Regions from separate parts of the Zea mays genome. Here region 2 is linked to region 1. The links are chromatin contacts, called in public Hi-C maps. All regions are on one chromosome and are shown on one strand. The core of a region is the stretch at or near the end of the contact, and the rest is flanking DNA. Distances in the headings are between cores, read along the strand shown. Region 1 holds the start of LOC103637187 (Transcription repressor OFP17). Region 2 holds the start of LOC103635708 (cyclin-A1-4).

What was found. A called contact is a pair of places that touch in the nucleus more often than the background predicts.
Region 2: a contact with region 1 is called in a Hi-C map of leaf, with 7 times the contacts expected there. The contact joins the promoter of LOC103635708 here to the promoter of LOC103637187 in region 1. A contact is called at or near these places in 2 of 25 Hi-C or Micro-C datasets (ear and leaf).

What each region holds. Positions count from the first base shown.
Region 1 is chr8:112,467,529-112,474,310 of Zm-B73-REFERENCE-NAM-5.0, reverse strand. It overlaps LOC103637187 (Transcription repressor OFP17), which reads right to left and starts at 1,445. Exons shown (of 1, transcript XM_008659438.2): 1 at 389-1,445. The coding sequence starts at 1,422. The coding sequence ends at 742. LOC103635706 (phosphatidylinositol/phosphatidylcholine transfer protein SFH8) reads left to right here and starts at 2,902. Exons shown (of 11, transcript XM_008658092.4): 1 at 2,902-2,998; 2 at 3,083-3,194; 3 at 3,970-4,122; 4 at 4,993-5,125; 5 at 5,212-5,289; 6 at 5,371-5,472; 7 at 5,556-5,605; 8 at 5,697-5,796; 9 at 5,887-5,988; 10 at 6,116-6,235; 11 at 6,393-6,782. The coding sequence starts at 2,902. The coding sequence ends at 6,584.
Region 2 is chr8:113,024,331-113,031,552 of Zm-B73-REFERENCE-NAM-5.0, reverse strand. LOC103635708 (cyclin-A1-4) reads left to right here and starts at 2,446. Exons shown (of 10, transcript XM_020543307.3): 1 at 2,446-2,673; 2 at 3,390-3,750; 3 at 3,835-3,938; 4 at 4,630-4,722; 5 at 4,820-4,953; 6 at 7,049-7,124; 7 at 7,193-7,222. The coding sequence starts at 2,497.

The DNA of each region.
Region 1 (6,782 bases), core at 196-2,695:
CACAAATTTTATACATCTCTTGTGTAGTTTTATAAACTACGAGAGATATAGTTTTTATAAATAAATTTACTTTTATTTTGTCATATGAACAATTGACCAAAATATAAATTGTATATATTGATGAGTTATATAAATTTATAGGTGAAAACTTTTTCAATTGAATTAATTTACTGCTTCAAAATGCGATTTTTAAATTATCTTTACTTGGTGTTGAAAAAACACTAGGTAAAAAAGCTCTTTGCCGAGTGTCAAAAAAAACTCTCGGCAAAGAAACTCTTTGCCGAGTGTCGGCACAGAAAAATTTTGCCGAGTGTTTTTTTACCAATTGGTTTTTTTTGTGCCTGATAAAAACACTCGACAAATTATTTGGCACTCGACAAAAAACAGATTTCGGTAGGGACTATGAATCAATCAATCCCAGATCTTTGTCTCGCTGATTATACACAAATGATTATGCGATAGAAAGCCGCGGGTATGTGGATATATTACAGAACATCTTAGTGTAACTTAGACCGTGTTCTAAACCTTAGCAACTAATTGCTAAAACTGGCTAATAACATATTAGCTGATTAACAATTAACTCTAGAGGTTTAGAAGGAACATGGTCTTAGTACAGTACTATTTACATAATGTCGATGAGATGATGCAACCTGCAGATTCTTGAGCAGTACGTGTCTACGTGATCAAGCAGTGGACATGGACTCGGAGCCATAGCCGCCGCCGCCTTCGATGTCAACTTCGTCAACCCCTTGCGTGGAACAGGTCATTGCAGAGCTCGCCATAGAAGGACCACACCAGCTCGATGAAGACTGGTGACCTGAGCCGCTCCCAGCATTGCAGGAGCTCCTCGACGTCCTTCAGGTCCCTCGCTTTCCCCTCCTCCACCAGCATCTCCATCAGATAGCTCTCGAAGCTCCGGCACGCCTCCTCCTCCTCCTCCTCCTTCTCTTTGTCTTCGTCCTCTCCGCCTCCCCTAGCAGCTATCCTCTCCGACCGCAGCCGCGCCACCACCTTCATGTACGCTGGCGTCTCTGTGGACGACACCGGTGCGACTGCGATGACCGGAGTCTCGTGCACCACTGTTTGCGGTGCGGGTGCCGGTGCTGCTCTACGCGCGGCCTCGCCTTCGGCTGTAGAGGTCGCCGGCGCGGTCGACATCGGGACGAGCGGCCAGAAGACAGCGCGCACCGACCGGAACGTCCTGTGGCGGCGACGGCGGCGCGGGCTCATCCTGGTCGCTGCCTTCCGGAGGCTACGGAAGCGGAAGGCCCTGATGGAGAGGTTAGCCGGCGCCGGGACGCGGAACAGCCGCGTGAGTGCACGCCGGCATGGCGCGAGGATGCCGCACGTCACGCAGGAAGGCGATTTGTTATGAGACGAGGAAACCCGCATCACTACTGGAAAGTGATGGGCGCGCAGCATCAAACTGTTGATTTGGAACGGCACCGCATGATTTGAGCTGCATGCGTAAATATATATATATATATATATATATATGGTTGACTCATTGACTGCGTGCGTAGCTCCTCGTCGTTGCAGCGATGTGGTGTGCACGAACGTACGAATATATATAGCATTATATGTCATATGAACTGGGACACGTACTGGGTAGCATTATTATGTGCCATAAGAATGGGGTGCCACTAAGTAGTCGTTACCCTAATATGAGCCGTTTAATAACGAACGTGAGTGCCTGCACTGCACACATATATGATCCATATTATTATATATTTAAGCTACAAGACAGTCATTAGATCAATGTGAGTCATTTTAGTTCATATCTCTACAACTATTAAGCCCTTAGTGTAGACCGCCCCCGCCGCTACCCAACGCCCCCCTCCCCCGCTGCCGCACGCCTGCCAGGCCCCGCGCAATCCCACGCCCACCGCGAAATCCGCCGCCGCGCATCTCGCACGCCCTCAGGCCCGCTCGCCCGCTGCCGCGAACCCCTCCGCTACACCGCAGCACATCTCCACGACCCGCGAAATCCGGCGGCGTGAGGCGATGACCCGCCATCCCTCCTCCCCACGCCCCCTCTCTCACCTACTCTCTCACCTAACTGCCCAGCTCCGATCTCGCCGCCGACGCAACCTAGACCGATGATCTCGACAGAAGGCCGGCGGGTCGCAGGGCGCTCGAGCTGCCGCACAACCCCTCCTTCGAGCGAGCCGCAGCCGGCCCCCGCTCGCGTCCCCGTCGCCTATACCGCGTCACCACACCGCCCACGCCTCAGCCGCCCTGACCCCGGCGCATTCTCCTCTCGGTGCCGACTGCCGAGATCTCCCCGGCCCTCTCCTGAGAGGAGTGCCCGCTCTTGACCCGATGTCCGCGATGACGGTGGCGACTCTGCAGGCGATGGACGCGCTGTCGCGGTGGGGGATCATGCTGCGGGACTCTCTGCGGCGAAGCCAGGGGAACACGAACGGCATGGTCACCATCCTCGGCTCCTTGAACCACCGCCTCTCCGCGCTCGAGGCCGCAATGCACCCCACCCACGGCCTTAGAGTCGCTCGTTCCCGCCCGCGTGCAGTCGGTGTGCACGAGCCTCCGGTGGTGCGGGCCAGAAAGAGCTAGGCCTGCGAGGCGCGCACGGGACCTCGGAAAGCAGGGATCAGGCCGCGCCACTGCTCGCAGCCACAACGTCGAACAAGTCACGTGCAGGGAGCAGTGCAGCGCCATGGTGCTGCCTACCACGCACTCGCGCAGGGCGTATCACTCACCTCTTTGCTCGAGCCAAGCTGTGAGCTTGGAAGTGGCGGCCACGGCCACGGCCACGGGCGCCAAGCCCAGCCGCGTGGGCGTGAGGGCGCCGGCCGCGGGCGCTCAGCAGAGTGGGGAGTAGTGGGCGCCGCGTGTACCGCCGCTGGGCTGAGGTCCCGCTCCTAGCCCGCGTCCACGTCCATGGGCTTCCTGGCGGGGGCGATGGCACTCTTTTCCGCGGCGCCCCTGACCTTTTCTGCCGCCCTGTGGCGCTGCACCGGCTACGTCCCCAAGATGTGTAATCTCCTCAAGCTGAAAGATAGCAGATGATCATCGCCTCCTGGTTGTAGCTTTTTGTAATCTCCTCTTTTTCGACCGCCAGCGGCGGCGAGCTGTTGCGCCACGGCTAGGGAATTGCTGTGGCGGTGGTGGTGCTCGGAGGGCGCGCAGGGCACCACAAGACCTACTGCGTCGTGGTGGCAGCAGGAAGCGAGGCGATGATCTCTGGCTGAAGACAAGCTGGAGTCTGCCTCCGTGTCCGTGCGTCGACTGACGAGCTTTAGGAGCTAGAGCTAGCAGGAGGTGGGATTCACCATTCATCTTCCTTTCCTTTTTGTTCCATGTTCTTCTCGATTCAGCCAGCCATCATAGAACTGCCACCGTTCATTCCGTTCTTATTAGTAAGTTACATTTAACACAAGTGTCGTATAGATGGATTGGAAGGTTATGGCTGCTAAGAAATACACATACCAATTAGTTGTGTTTGGTCCTGAATACCTGAGTTTCTGTTTCCCTCTGTAGTTTGTTGTAGAGTATAGGTATCGATTTTGGTGTGTGCGTGCAAAACTCAATGATGCCGTTGGATTTATGTTAGTAGGGTGTCCATTTTATTTTTCCTCTCTATCTACCAGCTTTGGGCTTGAATAAGTAAATGCTCATACGCTCATGTAGCCTTTATTTGCCATTCTCATGTTTAGTAAATTAAGTCATGTTCCTTCTTTTTGTGTAGCATTTGTTTCGGCAAAACTCAATGATGCCTCTGTCTACAATGCACTAGGTTTCAGACTTTCAGTGTTTTTTAACCTCTGGTTGAGTTAGAGCTGCAAAAGTGATCTCCTGACTCTTGACTTTGGAATGATCAGCACTGTTTCATAGTACAGTTCATTGTATCTGTCACATGTTGTAGCTTTCCAGTTTACAGGAATGATATATTAAATACCTGAGTTTGAACCAATCTGAATATTAAATGCTTCATTGCATATATTGCAGTTGCAGGCTTGCAGATACTACCCAGATCAAAGATGCAGAATGGAGCGCCAATTGGCCAATTTGGAAAGGTATCCTTCAGCAGGACATGAATCACCTTTATGTTGTTATTCAGACTACTCTTTTCGTGGTACTGGTAGTATTTGAAGTCACGAGGTACACACATGGATTGACTGATCTTCATGGTTTAGGATGTTGGATAATTAATCAGGTGTTTTGTTGTTTGTGTTGGTCTTGCCTTGGTTTCTTGTACGGGACACAAATTTATAATGTTGTCTTGTACAATGTGTTTACATTTATATCTTCTTTCATCTATGCAGTAGGATATTTCTCTAGATCATCTGCTATCTTCGTTGCCAAATTCATACTGCACAATGAGCTCATTTAGGAATTTGTCCTGGTGGGCTGTCTTTTTATATTTATTATGCTAATTGTTGGACTGGGTTGTGTTCAATTGATCTCTGTAGGAGATTTTATACCCTTGGAGAAATTGAAATACTTAGGTCTCAATACTTTGTTTTGGATATCATGAATGATGATATGTTTTATTGGTACATGCAAACATGTCGTAGATGGTGTTCATGACCAGAACTTAGACCAAACTGGGAGAAAATTAAAAAAATATCTTTTACAGATCCTTTAAACTGATATTTTTAGCGTTCTAGCAACGATGTGCATCTGTCCTTCCATTTTGTATTTTGGGATAAAATCTGAATTAAACAAATACTTTCAGCCATATCATGTACTTGTAAGATTTAAGGTGTTGCCCCTTCCTAGCATCATCAGGAAGCAGCGCCTTATGTGCACCAATGAATTGAGTTTGGATTGTTGTTTGTGTAGAAAACGGTAATATTTAGAGCTTTTTGTGGCACATGGATTTTATTTGTTGTAATAAAAGCAACTCAATTCCCATAGTAACAACTCAATTCTAAGTCACATCTGGGAACCTGGTAGGAGATACAATGTTGCTGATTGTTCATGTGTGTGTGACTATGTGCGGCCATGTTTCCACTGGCCTATGTGTAGTCAGATGGATCGCTACATCAAGTACCATGTCCAGGAGTTTGATAGGGCCTTCAGGGAGAGGTTCCCTGCCTGCACATTGGCTGCTAAGAGGCACATTGACTCCACCACTACCATCTTGGACGTCCAGGGTGTGGTAGGTGAACGATTCAGTTTGAGCTGTGCGAACAGAACACAGATCTGTTCTGTATGTAGTTTTTTTAATCTGGTTGTATTCTGCAGGGGTTTAAGAATTTTTCCAGGACTGCTAGAGAACTTGTAAACCGAATGCAGAAGATTGATAGCGATTATTATCCTGAGGTAATTATACTTTTTGAAGGGGTATTATGTTGTTGGGACTTTTGCCTGGTGATCCAATCAAGTAAAATGTTATAAATGCAGACACTCCACCAAATGTTTGTTGTGAACGCTGGCAGTGGATTCAAGTGGATCTGGAACAGTGTGAAGGGCTTCCTTGACCCAAAAACTTCATCCAAGATTCATGTGAGTTCCAGCATTTATATACCATCCTTAGTGCTAACTTGTTTGGTATCGCAATCTTTAGTTTTCTTTTTCTTCTTACTTAGGTGCTCGGTTCGAACTACCAGAGTAGGCTTCTTGAAGTAATAGATTCGAGGTAGGTTTGTATTCAAGGGTTGCATAGCCCATTCTCTTCATAAGATTCAGCCCTCAACCTGTAATAACTAATAATGCTTGTATTTTCTCAGTGAGTTGCCAGAATTCCTTGGTGGTTCATGCACATGTAGTGACAAGGGTGGTTGCCTTGGATCGAACAAAGGGCCATGGAATGATCCTTATATATTGAAGGTACCCTTTACTGCTTCGTGTTTACATGAAAATAATTCATCTAGATGCTGTCCTTGTTTTTCTATGTAATGAAGGATATATTATTTGTAGCTGATCCACAATTTGGAAGCTGGATGTATGAGGGAAACCACCAAACCTGTTTCTGAGGGTGGAGAAAGAAGCAGCTCTTCCTTTCGGTTGGAACAGATGAAAGTAAAATTCTAAAATTACAGCCTTCATCAGTAGTAATTCAGGAAGCTGGTTGCTTTTCAGTAATTCAGGAAGCTGGTTGCTTTTCTGGATTCTTGTTCTAAACTACTACAATATTTGCCTCTTTCAGTGGCAGGGCATGTTAAGCGATACATCAAATGCTGAATCAGGATCCGATGTTGATGATTTTGGTCCATCATTTGTTCATAAAGTTTCAGGCTATGGTTGCTTGACTCTGGTTCGTGAGGAGGTAAGTTTATCTGTCTGCCTTTGTTCTTACAGTTGGGTCTGCTTTTCCCTGTGCTATTAGTCTTATGAACCACATTGGTCATGCTGTCCTGCTTGTGTCCATGACTCCATGGCATGTTGCATTATATTGATTTTTTTCGTATTTATTTCTACCAAAGGTAAAGGGCACAGATTGTGCAACATACTTGAGCTGCGATGATCAAAGTCACCCGGATATGGTTCCTGAATTTTACCATGGAGTGCAACGAACTACTGAAATGGTGCAGAAACAAATGGCTGATTTCAGGCAATATTCCACCAACAGAAGGCCTCATGATTTAGGTATCTTATTTTCCTATCATTCCGGGTAAATGAATTCTGAACCTGTAGTTGTTTGTTAACATTTAATAAAGAGTAAGGCCATTGAAGACGGTGTATAATAGTAGCATTATTCATGATAAATTGTTGCCTTGTTAATAAATGTTATACCAGGAAACTATCATCTAGAAAAAACCTGGTTCAGCAGGAAAGCAATTGAAAGAAGCGCAAAGTATAAATAAATCTCTTTT
Region 2 (7,222 bases), core at 1,197-3,696, 560 kb before region 1:
TGAAAACGAATGCTGATTCAGATACCATTTTTAGCTTTTTTTTCTTTGATTATGAATAAATAGAATATAAAATCTGATATGTAAATTTATATTATTGTTTTTAGTAGTTTGTAAAGTTTTATAAAAAAGCAAGCCTTAAGATTATCATATATTTTCTTTAGATATAAAATTCGGTACCATTCGAATACGACACTGATAACTTTTCATCTTTTTTGTTGTAGAGAGTAGATAATGTATAAAACAATTTATGAGAAATTTTATTCTTATCTGTGTAATGTGGTTGCTAACAAAAAAATTAGCATCAAATTTCATACATATCTATTTTAAATATTAGATTTACCGTAACAGTTCGGTTTAAGTACCCGTTTTCATCTCTAATAACACTAAGTCACATACATCACAACAATTTCGGTTAGTTATACCTTACTAGGTGAAGTAGAACGAGTGACCGATTAAGTTATAAAAAAGAGTCTGATCTTTTTTATATCTTATATCTTTCTCGGTTTTTTTCTAAGACAAGAATAATATTTACAGTTTAATATGTGATATGTGTAACTTATATCTATTTTAATTTTAAATTTACTTTTTTAAGGAGAATCTATTTTATATTAGTTAGTTACTCTGGGTTATCGTAGAACTGTTCCACCGTATCATTAAATATGATGCAACGCCCCGAATTTTTTGCATTTTGACCCTTCCTCGGAAAAAAAATCACGTTTAGACCTTAGAAAATTTTAATGTTATTTTTAGACCCTTTGCTCGGCGCCATAGCCTATGGCGCCGAGGTAACACAGCTCGGCGCCATAGGCTATGGCGCCGAGGTACGTGCTGCGCTGGCACAAACGGACGACGTGGCGTCGACGTGGCACCGAGCTCGGCGCCATAGATCTTGGCGCCGAGCTCAGTTGTAAATACATAAAGTCTGTGTAGCTCAGTTGGTAGAATACAACGCTTTTAACCTTGTGGTCGTGAGTCAAGCCCCATGGTGGGCATTTCTTTTGCCTTTTGTCACTAATTTGTTTTTTTGTTGTCCGTTCAGATTTATTTTTCATCCAGTTTTTTTTGTTTTTGTGCTCGCTTTTAGTTTGTGCTACTTTTACCCATACTGAAATGGCCCTGTTACTTGTGCTACTTTTACCAAAACGAAGAGAGATGACCGACAGATCATAATAAATTGCGGCTGAACTTAATTTGATTTGGTGGCAATTGGTTGGGGCACACAGATAATCTTAAAAAGCAGCATTTGGTTGGACTGCGTGGCGCCCTGTGCTCACTAGCTGAGGCTACTACTACGTACTGGCTCGTGCTGCATTGCATGCATGCGTGCATACAACAGGCATGTGACGTGAGACCCACAACCGTTGTAATAAAAACATCTCTGACACTCTTTATAAATTTAAATCATTCTTATTTTCTATATCTTTCTTTCCTTCAATATAATAGATTTTATATATATTATTTATGTTATAAAAATTGTTCTTATTTTCGTTTTCTATCTTTAGTTAAAGAAAAAATTTAATAGAAGATACCTCTCTCTATATATATATCATTAATCAATGTAAAAAACCATTGAAGAAAACTTTGCTACAAAGAATACAAAGAGTTTGCTCTTATATGTGGCCAACGTCAGACGCTTCAAAAGTGTGCATACGACCAGCTGCTCCATGCGTTTTGCTGTTTTGTGCTGGCGTCGACCGCGCTGATTTGTCGACACGTACAGGCTAGCAAAGCATGCATGTACGTGTACGGACGTATATGTCTCGACAAAGCAGCGATATACCCAAAAAAAACCATTTGCGATCTTGGATTCTAGCGAGCATGCAACTGCACCGAGTTACATTCTTCTTGGACGGAGAGAATAATACAATAACTTTATATAGTTTTTTTATGTATATTATTTTTATATTAATTATAATTTAAAATAAAGAGGGTGAATGTTATTTAGGACTTTTAAAATGTACTATAGCGACATAAACAAAAAAAATCTAGACAACAAAAAAATAAATCAGTGATAAAGAAAAAAAGTATTGAACATCCACTATGAGATTCGAACCCACAAACCACAAGGTTAAGAGCGTTGTACTCTACCCACTGAGCTAGACAGACTTTGTGTATTTACAACTGAGCTCGGCGCCAAGATCTATGGCGCCGAGCTCGGTGCCACGGCGTCCGTTTGTGCCAGCGCAGCAAGTACCTCGGCGCCATAGCCTATGGTGCCGAGCTCGGTGCCACGTCGGCGCCACGACGTCCGTTTGTGCCAGCGCAACACGTACCTCGGCGCCATAGCCTATGGTGCCGAGCTGTGTTACCTCGGCGCCATAGGCTATGGCGCCGAGAAAAAGGTCCAAAAATGACATTAAAATTTTCTAGGGTCCAAACGTGATTTTTTTCGAGGAAGGGTCAAAATGCAAAAAATTTGGTGCACCGCCATGTATTTGTAAATAAAGAAAAATTACAACCGCGGCAGTTCACCACTTCCGCACCGACTCTCCCGAAATGTCTTGCTGGGCAGCAGGGCGCCGCTCATCGGCGTCGGCCATGGCGGAGAACACCGGCGCGCGGGGCGCCAAGGAGGCAGTGGTGACGTCCGGCAAGCGCGTCGCCCTCGGGAACCTCACTAACGTCTTCCGCGGCAGCTGGGGGTCCGGCGCGGCGAATTCTGCGTCCGATGCGGTACGGCTACTCATTGCGCGCTCGCACGATCGGAGCGTAAGGTTTATCTGATGGATCCGTTCCGGTAGGTTCGTCGCTTTGGTTCTCGTAGGAGGGGGCCACGCCACGCGTAGGAATTTGCCATGAGTTGTGGTACACCCGTACAGGGAAATGTGTTGATCAATTCAATTGCTTCAGTTTAATTTGGCGTGGCATTTCTAGGGTTTATGCCGCTTTGCACTCTTCTCGATCCATTTGATCTAATAACGGCACATGTTAGTTCCGCATTTTCTCGATCATTTTAACAACATTTGCTGATGTCTTTTGGAGATATTGATTTTCCTTCTCTTTTTTATTTGGCTGCCTTGTTCGATGAAATACTTCTGTTCCACGGGTCTTAAGACAGTATATTGTATTTCGTTGTATCATAAGGTATTTTGGTAATATATTGTATTTCGTGGTGTCATAAGAGATGTTTTGGTGTTTTCGGAATCGAGCAACTTGCAATCGCAACTTAGGTTTTTCATAGTTTTTGGGGTGCTGGGTGTTTCAGTTCCAGAGATACTGGCGTTTCATATGCACTGCACTGTTTCGAATATTCTGTTACTAATATATTGCTTCCCTCGTGAAGTTTATATGCTTAATTGCTTATGTAGCTCTCTGTTTGTCATTGTAATCGTTCAGTTGAACAACTTTAATAGACAACGTTAATACGTTATAGTTTCCTCTTACTACAGAAATTGAGTTCTACCAAACCAGATGATGTTAAGAAAGGATCCTATGCTTGCCTGCGCAATGTGAACACGGAACGGGGTTCTAGCAGAAGGCTGGCCTCTGAACAGTTTGATCAGGCAGTATCACTTCTTCAGAAGAACACATCTCTTCCTTCTGTGCCAGACGTTGTATCAACAGGTTGCAGCTCACCCGGCCTGTCTCAGGATTGCTCGGTCTCCATGGAGGATGCTATGTCAACATGCAACTCAACAGAAAGCTCTGATGTTGAGTACCTCAATAATAATGACGACCCCTCAATGACATCTTCTTCGCATTGGTGGGCCAGTGATAGACCTCATTTCTCTGATAGTATGGATGTTGCAGGTTTGTTTACTAATCAAAATGGGGGCAGTTCTGGTTAGAATTTTCGTGCGATGCTGGGTTTACAGGACCTGTTTATTCTTGCAGAATTCAACTGGAGGAAACATAGTCCTAATCATTACACCTATAAGGATCCACGACTTTCTACAACTCTTGCCTGTGAAATTTACGAGAGCTTGCGAGAGGCTGAGGTGATATATTTTTGCTCATTCTCTTGCCTTTGATATAAATCTGCATACCAAGCCTTAGAAACCAGGAACGTGAAACTTGCCCACGTTTCTCGTTCCGTTTCGGGAACGTAGGAACAATCTCGCTCCCGTAGTGTTAAAATCTTTTTTAAGTATCGTACCACGTACCACGTTTCCGTTCCTCGACCCATCGATTTGGGAACCTGGTTACTAAGTACTGAGCATCAAGTTATAGCTGGAGTGCTAATATCAACAGAGCATGCAATTCTTAGTGTTCTACAATGTGTTAGGCTGAGTAGATGGTTTACTCACACCTCTATACCGTATTTTATGCTTTTTGATCCTTTTTGCGAAAGATTTTCACAATTACACCCTTTTTGATTTGAATTCAGAAAATGGACCCTTACCTCGGCGCCATCATTATTGGCGCCGAGATTACACGTCTCGGCGCCAATATAAATGGCGAGGATCTATACAGTGGCTGGATTTGTTTGTCATTATGATTCATGCAACTCTACATTCCATTTAGCAGTTTCTTGATGTAAAAAAATGGTGTTTTTGTGTTGCAGGACATTATATTGTTTGCACATAATATCCCACTTTGGTGAAGTTTGTGTTTGGTTGCTCCTAGTTATCCACTTGCCTCCTTGGGGCAATTGCTGCCTGCATTTACCCTGTTGTATTATTCTTGCAGACTAGGAAAATGCCTCCAACAAACTTTTTGGAAACCACTCAGACAGATATGAGCAAAACCATGAGGGCAATATTAATAGACTGGCTTGTAGAAGTAAGCCTTTCCTCTTAGAAAGGAATACATGTTTTCACAGCTATTTAAATCAATAATGACCTCTTGATGTTTGTCATATTGCCTTTTCTCAATTCAGGTCACAGAAGAATATCGTCTTGTTCCTGAAACCTTATACCTCACTGTCAATTACATTGACCGTTATCTTTCTGTCAAAGAGATCAGTCGGCACAGACTGCAATTAGTTGGTGTTGCTTGCTTGCTTATAGCTGCGTAAGATCCAATTAATTCATTTTAGTCTATTTCTATTTTTTATATTTTTCTGTGCTAAAGATACATGGGGGTGGAACAAGAAAACCTAAAGGGCAATGAAGGAGAAGAAAGAATGCTACCATATCCGTATCATGGCAAGAGTGTAGACATCATAGAGAAGTAGAAGGTAGCAAAGAAAACTGCAAAGCGAGCTATAAGTGTAGCAAAAGGTAGGGCGTATGAGGATCTTTACCAACAGTTGAGTACGAAGAAAGGAGATAGAAACATATATAGGATGGCTAGGGTCCTTGAGAAGAAAACAAGGGACTTCAACCAAGTTATGTGCATTAATGATGAAATGGAGCACCTCTTGGTGAAGCATGATAAGATCAGACCTGTATTGCGAGTTTTTTTTTTGACAAATTGTTCAATGGGAGAATGAGGACACAACCTTTCAGTTAGATGACTTCTTTGATGACACCAATAGGCGCTTTGTGCATATGATGATTGAAGAATATGAGGTTAGAGAAGCATTGAAAATGATTAGAGAGGGTAAGGTGATAAGCTCTAATGTTATCCTAATTGAGGTATAGAGATGCCTCGAGGACATAGCTATAGTATGACTAATCAGTAATCAGGTTGTTCAACCATATCTTAGCAAGATGTCTAACGAATGGAGAAGTATATTGATACCGATCTACAAGAATAAAAGAGATATTCAAAGCTATACTAACTACCAGAGAATTAAGTTGATGAATCATACTATGAAGCTATAGGAGAGAGTTATCGAGCATGGTCTAAGAGGAACAACAAGAATATTTTTGAATCAATTTGGTTTCATGCTCGAAAGGTCTACCATGAAAGCCATTTTTTAATAAGGCAAATGATGGAGCGGTATAGGGAATAAAATAAGGAACTACATTTAGTTTTCATTGACTTGGAGAAGACTTATGATAAAATACCAATGAATGTTATATGATAAATTTTGGACAAACATAAAGTTCCGACGAAGTAAGGTGAACTCATTAAGGAATGTAAAAAATTGTTGTGGTTGGTGCTTGATTAAGTGATGGGAACATAAATAACTTCCTAATAGAATATGACTACATCAAGGATCAACTTTGAGCTTTTACCTTTTTGCCTTGGTGATGGATAGGATCACAATAAACGTACAAGGGGATATCCTTTGATGTATGTTTTCTGCTGATGATGTAGTGCTGGTTGATGAAAATCGAGTACGAATAAATAGGGAATAGAGTTTTGGTGAGAGACTCTAGAATCCAAAGGTTTTAGACTTAGTAAAACTAAAATGGAATACATGAGATACGATTTCGGCACTACTACACATGAGGAAGGAGATGTTAGTTTGGAATGTCAAGCAGTGCTCAGTGCTCAGGAAGGACACCTTTAAGTATTTAGGATCAATTCTATGAGATATTGGTGAATATGTTATCCATAGAATCAAAACAAGGTGGATGAAGTGATTTATATGACAAGAGGGTACCACCACAGAAGCTAAAAGACAATTTTTATAAAATGATGATTAGACATGCTATGTTGTATGGTGTAGAATGTGGCCTACAAAAATGACATGTTCAGTAGATAAGTGTTACGAAATACATATGTTGCGTTAGATTTGTGGTCATACAAGAAGGAATTGAGTTTGAAATGATGATATACATGATAGATTAGGGGTAGCACAAATTGAAGAAAATTTTATTCAACGTCGGTTGAGATAGTTTGGACATGTCCAACGGAGACCTCCTGAGACACTCATATTGAGATCCTAAGGCACGATAGCAATGAGAAGTGAGGAAGAGAAAGACAGAAGTTAATATGGAAAGAGGCAGTAAAAGTAACCTTCAAAGAATAAAATATACCTAAAAATTTAGTCTTGGATAGTAGTGCATGGAAAACAGGTCCATGTGCCCTAATCTTGAATTGTGGGTTCTGTTGGGTTTTAATTCTAGCCTACCCTAACTTGCTTGGGCCTAAAAGGCTTTGTTGTTGTTGTTCTTCTGTGCTCTGTTCTGATATTGTGTTGTTAATATATGTTCTGATATTGTGCTGTTAATATGTGTTCTGATATTGTGTTGTTATTATGTTCAAATTTTAGAAAGTATGAAGAAATATGCCCACCTCTGGTAGAAGAACTCTGTTATATTACTGACTATTCATACACCAAGGAAGAGGTTCATGTCTCAGCCCTTTTTTTTTCTTATTGTTTCTTAGTTTCATCTTCTAATACATAGTTTAACAGGTTTTGCAAATGGAAGCTTCTGTTCTGAAT